Regions from separate parts of the Hordeum vulgare genome. Here region 1 is linked to region 2. A link is a contact called in public Hi-C data. All regions are on one chromosome and are shown on one strand. Each heading gives the region's core, a stretch centred on a gene start, on an enhancer-like site or on the middle of the called end of the contact. The rest is flanking DNA. Distances are from core to core; before and after follow the strand shown.

Region 1 (3,897 bases), core at 1,259-3,758, 290 kb after region 2:
ACCGCTCCTCGTGCCAGCGGTAGTAATTTTTTACTACCGCTCCCTCAGACGTTGTGGGAGCGGTAGTACCGCTCCAGTCGGGCTGTGAGTGGGGGTAACGGTTGGATTCGTTCCCCCCACTATATAAAGAAGGTCTTCTTCCCCATTGGACCTTATCTATCCGTTGAGCTCGTGTTCTTCCCCCATTGTTGACTTTCTTATACCTTGCTAACTATCAATCCCTCCAACGATTCTTGCTAGTTCTTGAGGGAAAAGAGAGAGGAGATCTAGATCCACATCTCCCCCAATCACTTTCTCCTCTATGTGAGGGGAACCCCTTGGATCTTGATCTTGGAGTTCTTTGTGTTCTCCTTATTCTTCCTCTCATATTTCTCCATAGCTTTTGCTGTTGTGGAGGGATTTGAGAGTGAGGGACTTGACCACTCAAGAGCATATCCACAAGCTAGAGAATGAACCGAAGGTTGTCAAAAGAGAGCTTGCTAAGGATAAGAACAAGAGTAAATAGAGGAAGCCAAGTTGAAGGAGAAAGATCAACTGCATGGATGAAGGATCTAGATGGCGGAAGCTGATTTGAACACTTGACCACCACTATTATTTCAATCTGAAGTAGAACATTTCACGATCACCACTACTATGTCAATCTAACATGGTGACGTACCGTAGTTGGACATGATCGTACTAGATGCACTATGACCTTACTTATAATTTGCTTGTGTGAACTAATTGTCATGTTTGATGAACGAAACCTTTTTCTTTTGAATTGAGTGAAGTTGTGAACTATTAGCACGTCATGAGAAGACCTAGGCACTAAGATGAAAGTCTGAAGAACGCCACTCATGTAAGCACAAATTTCTTTTTCCTTTCCAAGAAGCACAGTTGTGCTTCTCCAAAATAAATTATGCCTCTATGAAAAACAAATATGTGTTTCTGGTGGAAGCATTGATCTTTTTTCTTCTTCCGAGAAACATAGCTCTCCTTCTCGTGGAAAGCAAATATGTGCTTCTCGTGGTGCAAATGTTTTTTCTCTTTCCGAGAAGTACATCACAAAAGAAAATCTATGTCTTCATGATAAGCAAATATGTGCTTCTCTTGGAAGAACCTTTTTTCCACACAACAAAAAGTTTGGTGAAAAGGGAATTCTCCAAACTTAGGGAAACCCGCAAAAAAATGAAAAGCCAAAAAACTTCAAAAGAATACGCTGAAAACCCCAAAACGCCTAAAAGATGAAATGAATAAAATCTAATGGGGCTCAGCATGCAACACATGGCGGCGTATAGAAGTACCACTTGGCATGGCTCGAGAGCACCAAAAGTGACTCCTAGAGGACTCCACCAAAGGGTAACCTCCAATTAGCGGCAATGGTCTCTCTAGTGCGCTTTTTCTTTTCTTTTTGTTACATTTACGTCTATTTTCCAAATGCATGATCATCTTACTTAGATTTAGAAATAGTTATTCGTGTGTTAAATTATGAAAATTATGGAGTCTTAAAAAACGCTCATGCAACTTCAGAACTATTGATTGCACTAAACAAACATGTGACATCTAAAAAATCTTCACGTATACAAAAAAAATTGAGGCCTTTTTCTAAAATATTTAAAGTCGCAAAGAAAAACTTTGCAATACAATAAAAATGTTTGGTAGCGTTAAAATAATCATGAAATTTGAAAAACGTTCACTCGTCTTAATACTCATGATGGCAACATTTAACAAAAATGTTTACAATAAAAAAGTTGATAGTGTTAAAAAAATGTACATCACATCTAAAAAATTCAAGCATTACAAAAACATACTTGTGATATTGTAAATAAATTTGTATTGAATGTAAAAATGTTTGCATAATTCTTAAACATGTTTCATAGAATTCAAAAAATAAATATGTGGCATTTGAAAAAAAATGTGCATTCTTTATGAAAATATTTCTCTAGTTCATATAGAAACATTTTGCAATGTAGAAAAATGTTTGCTTAATTTCAAAAAATCTATCAGTCCCTTAACAAACATCTATATGTTTAATAAATGGTTTAACACATATTTAAAGAAAACATTTATGAAACATGTATTCGAGAAATGTATATCATGTATTAGAATGCTATGCGTGTATAATAAAAATGTACAATATGTATTGACAAAGTAAAAATGTGTTGAAAGGAAGAAATATAAAAACGAAAAAGAAAAAACCAAAGAAAACAAATAAAACAATCGGAAGAGAAAAAGAAACTAGAAAACCGACGGAAAAAACAAAATGTCAAAAGTGAAAAATAAAACAAGAATATATAAGCAAACATCTAGGAACACTGAAAATCAAAAATCCATATGAAAACCCGATAAAAACTAAGAGAAGAAACACACAGAAAAAAAATTGTCTTGTAAAGCATTCCAATTGTCCTACAGTAACCCGGAATGCTCGACAAATGGACGCGTCACATTAAGCTTCGATGGTGAGCAATGTCCCTCGCATCGGTCGTGTTGCTTTTCGCAGATTGGAACACGATGTTTCCTATAGGACGCCTTAAATGCCTGATATAGGCAAACTCACCAATCCACGCACACCCCTCTCCGCCATGGGCCGCCCCATTTAGAACTTCGTATTCTCTTTTGTAAAATGGCAAAGCAATAGTGTGCAATACAATAAAAATGTTAGTAGCATTAAAAAATCATAAATTTAATATATGTTCTTGTGTTTTAAAAGCCATGATGGTAATACTTAATAAAAATGTTTATAAATTATATTAAAAAAATTATAGCGTCAAAAATGTACATAACACTTTAAAATTTTAGGCATTACCAAAAAAAGATTTATGATATTTTGAATAAATTTGTATACAATATAAAAACTTTCGTACTTCATGAAAATATATTTTTTAGTTCATTAAGAAACATTTTGGTACAATTTTTTTTGCTTAGTTCTAAAAATGTATCAGGCCAATAAACAAACATCCATGTGCTTTGAAAAAGGTTGAACACGTATTCAAAGAAAGTGCTTAAGAAATATGTATTGATAAATGTACATCACGTATAAAAAACCGCTATGTGTATTTAATAAAAATGTACAATTGTATTGAAAAAGTAGAAATGTGTTGAAAGGAAGAAATGTAGAAAAAGAAACAAAACAAATAAAACTATGTGAAGCGGAAGAGAAACCAGAAAACCAAAGGAAAAAACCAATGAACAAAATGTCAGAAAACAAAACAAATATAAGCAAAGCAGTAGAAACACAGAAAACCAAAAACCCATATGAAAACCCGATAAATGCTAAGAGAAGAAACACAACAAAAAAAACGATGTCGTGTAAAGTACTGTTGTTGTCTGACAATAAGCCATAAGTGCATCTCCAATGGTTGTAAGATAGTTGTTGGTAATTTTGACACATAGGATTTTTGATGATGTGTCATTGCAATAAATGAGGAAAGAGAACAAGGTTGTATGTAAATTAACCAACACCCTTGCACAAGCTCCAATATAGAATGAGAGAGCACCTTATTTATTACCTCACATCTTATTGGACAAACTAGATACAACCCATTGAAGTAGTTGTATGTTAAGGTGTTGGCTGATGACATGACATATTTTACCAACAAGCTAACCAACAAACTGTTGGAGATGCCCTAATGGGCGGCCAGTAACGCTCGACATGAAAAAAGCATCAGGCGAGACGGATGGATATGTCGCATTAAGCTATATATAGCTCCGACAGTGAGCAACATGCCTCACATCGCTCGGCCTGCTTATCGCAGACTGGCGCACGACGTTTCCTATACGGCGCCTTAAAAGCCTATTATAGGAAAACTCGCCAACCCGCGCCTACCCCCTTCTGCCATGGTCCGGACCATTAACAAAAAACTCCGTGACTCGTACTAGGACCCCTATGGTCCGAGCAAAAAGGGCAATTATGGAATT
Region 2 (3,614 bases), core at 134-2,633:
CTACCTACCCGCAAGCAGTAACACACAAATTTCATTGTTTGTTGGGAAAGTGCTTGTATAGTTTTTTTAAAAAAATATGAAAACGAACAAATGTTGAATTTCCCACCATTTTTAAAACAATAATATTTTTTTAAACGGAAAACAAATTTGAAAGCGCAAACAATTTTTTAAAGCACGAACATTTTTTGAAATCTTGAAAACAAATTTTCAAACCCAGAACAAATTTTAAAAATCGAGAACAAATTCAGAAGCGCAGACAATTTTTTAAAGCACGAACTTTTTTTTAATCTTTAGAACTAAATTCTAAAATGGAGAACAATTTTGAAAACCGGCGAACAAATTTGAAAGACTGAACAAATTTTTAAAGCGGAACATTTTTTGAATCTTGAGAAGAAATTTTGAAACCGAGAACAATTTTGAAAAGTCCTGAACAAATTTGGAAGCACGGACAACTTTTTAAAGCAAAAACATTTTTGAATCTTGAGAACAAAATTTTGAAATGGAGATTTTTTTAAAAAAACCCCGAACAAAATTGAAAGCGTGAACAAATTTTAAAAACGCTAATAGAATATTGAGAACAAATTTTAAAACTGAGAACAATTTTGAAAAATTATGAACAAATTAGGAAGCGCAAACAATTTTTTAAAGTACAAACATTTTTTGAATCTTAAGAGCAAAATTTTGAAACGGAGAACAATTATGAAAAACCCCGAACAAATTTGGAAGCGTGAAATTTTTTTTAAAAGAGAACATTTTTTGGTCTTGAGAACTAAATTTTGAAACGGATAACAATTTTGAAAAACACTGAACAAATTTTATAGAGCGAACACATTTTTAAAGCACAAATATTTTTTGAATCTTGAGAACAAATTTTGAAACCGATAACAATTTTGAAAGTCCTGAACAAGTTTGGAAGCGCGAGAAATTTTTTAAAGCACGAAGATTTTTTCAATCTAGCGAACATAATTTTGAAACAAAGAACAATTTCGAAAAACCCCGAACAAATTTGGAACCACGAACAATTCTTTAAAGTACGAACATTTTCTGAACCTTCAAAAGAAATTTTGAAAACGAAAACAAATTTGAATGTTTAGAATAAACTTCGAAACTGATAACAATTTTTTGAAAATATAGAGTATTTTATTAAAATTGAGAACAATTTTTAAAAATCCAAAACATTTTTTGAAAACTATAACATTTTTTGAACCAGAAACAGAAAAGAAAAAAAGAAACAGAAAAGCAAAAAGAAAAAAAATAACGGTTCAAGAAACGTTCTAAAAGTTTCACAACAAGAAAAAAAACGGCTAGGAACGAAGGTTCCCAAAACCGGGTCATTGAAACCCGCTAAATGGGCCAGCTCATTTAAAATCGCACTCCTTCACAATCTATATGAAGCCCCGACACCACTTCGCACAGAGCGGCGAATAAGATATTCCCCGTATCAAGGCTACATGTCGTCCGTATTCATTCATTATACGGTTAGACTACGGCGGCAATAGCATTCCGGTCCATTTCTGCGCACCTAGGTTCTCTTGGCTCGTAGCAGTCTCTGTAGTGGACCCCTATAACTCGCCTTCAACAAGAGGGTAGGAACACTTGTTAAAGGGGACACCGAGATGGGCAAGACCAGGAGCGCAGGAGGGCGCAACCTTCTTTTCCTGTTTCTTTTATCGCTTCTGTCTATACTTATATTCTAAATATATATTACAAATAACTTTTTTAAAACCCTTTGAAGCATGTTGAGCAAACATTTTATAAATATTAAATACATAAAGACAAAATGTGTATCACATATACATAAAAGTATAAACAACGTTAATAAAAACAAATTCATGTATTTCAAAAGTGTTAATCAAGTATTTGATTTTTTCACCATGCATTAAAAATGATGATTTTTTATAATGTATATAAATTTTTTAAACATTTGAAAAAATATTGAACAAGTATTTGAAAAATGTTGATCAAACATTCGAAATGCGTGTAGATTTTTTTGGTTATACATTCAAAAACGATGAAAATTCTTGGTCATGTATACAAAAATATAAATCAAGCATTTGGAAAATTGTTGGACTAATGTTTGAATTTTGTTAATCAAGCATTTGAAAAATATTAATCAAGAACTTAAAAAATGTCAATGTGTATTTAAAACTATACAATATATTAAAACAAGATAATTGTTTTATGATGCATATAAAAATGTTGATCAAGCATTTAAAAAATGGGTAAGAAGTGTTTGAGTAATTTTAATAAAGCATTTGAAAAATATTAAATGTGTATAAGAATGTTGACATGCACTAAAATATATTAATCTTTTTATTTGAAAACTATTAATGAAGTATATGAAAGAAATTTAAAGTGTGCATAGGAAAAATGTTGCTCAATTATTCGAAGAATTTTAATCTTCAAAGATACGAAAATCCCAAGAAAACAAAAACAAATAAAATAAAGTGAAAAGAGGAAAAGAAATAAAGAAAACTAAAGAAAAACAATGAAAAAAGGAAGAACGGAGAAAACAATTAAAAATAGAGGAACAAACTTGAAAAAACATAAAAGAGGGAAATATGTGGCACAAAGAAAAAAAACGGTCAATTGACCAAAAGCACGTGGCACACCTACTATTTATCATGAAGAGGACGTGGATTCATTGGCTAGTAGCTCTTGTTATCTCCTAGGTTCCCCTAAAAAAATCTTCGAGGAGACAACCTTGCATACGCGTGCGCTACGGATCAATCAATTAAAAACTTGCAAAAATAAGTCGGCTTATCCATCGTATGATCCACCAAATCGGAGCGCTTAGATTTCACGGTCGTGGCACACCTCTTCCACACGTCACGTGTGTATCGGGCCGTCACGGACTAATTGTACCATTTGATGTATTCAACAGCTCCACTAGTCCAAGCTATAGCTGATTTTTCATTGGAAACTCTAGTTGTTTACGTAGTTGTGTAACACATTTTTGCCTTGCTCAAGTGTTGGATGTGTCCGTCTCATATTCTTGACGATCTCATCCGGCCTCATGGCGTGTGTGTCTTACGTTGGTCAGCAAAATTGATTAGTCGGGGCGTCGATCATCTAATCGGTTCCACGTAGCCGTTGAGTTAGACTGCCATCATGGTAACATGGATGATGTTGTGTTCACCCATCGCAACTACTGTAGCATGGACAATGTTATGGTAACCTTCGGCTTGTATGGCAAGGCAATCATGTGGGCTCCTAGTCGTCCATCTTGCAGCGGCGCGCGTCTGAGTTTGTAGTACTCACATATCAGCTTGCGTACTCACATATCAGCTTGCATCAGCATACTGTCTTTGACACTAGCTTGCACATGAGCATGGCTTGCAATAGTATGCATTCAACTTTTGTAGTAATAGTCCCGACTTGTAGTAGAGTGTCATTTCGGGCGCTAGCTTACAGCTATGTCGCCGACTAGTAGTAACTTGATAGTCCTACATGTATGCTTGCAGGAGCGCCATCGGGTCAAGCGGTAGCGGCAACCAAAATAGTTTCAACAATATTACCGAGATATATGTTACAGATGATGGACCTTCTTGCAAAAAATCCAAAATTCTATTGTAGCATGTAAATTAAATTTGTTGCAGTACTGTACAGGAATG

Evidence for each region. Hi-C and Micro-C count contacts between places; a contact is called where the count stands out from the background.
Region 1: a contact with region 2 is called in a Hi-C map of seedling, with 5 times the contacts expected there. The contact joins two enhancer-like sites. A contact is called at or near these places in 2 of 6 Hi-C or Micro-C datasets (leaf and seedling).

The regions. Positions count from the first base shown.
Region 1 is chr7H:235,277,738-235,281,634 of MorexV3_pseudomolecules_assembly, forward strand. No RefSeq gene overlaps it. Among protein-coding and RNA genes, the nearest start is that of LOC123408494, 120 kb to the left of the region's middle. Within about 2 kb of position 2,509, at least 2 of the 3 cell types and tissues checked have open chromatin away from gene starts, as enhancers often do. A contact at or near this core is called in seedling, where this site is marked.
Region 2 is chr7H:234,993,823-234,997,436 of MorexV3_pseudomolecules_assembly, forward strand. No RefSeq gene overlaps it. Among protein-coding and RNA genes, the nearest start is that of LOC123408494, 160 kb to the right of the region's middle. Within about 2 kb of position 1,384, at least 2 of the 3 cell types and tissues checked have open chromatin away from gene starts, as enhancers often do. A contact at or near this core is called in seedling, where this site is marked.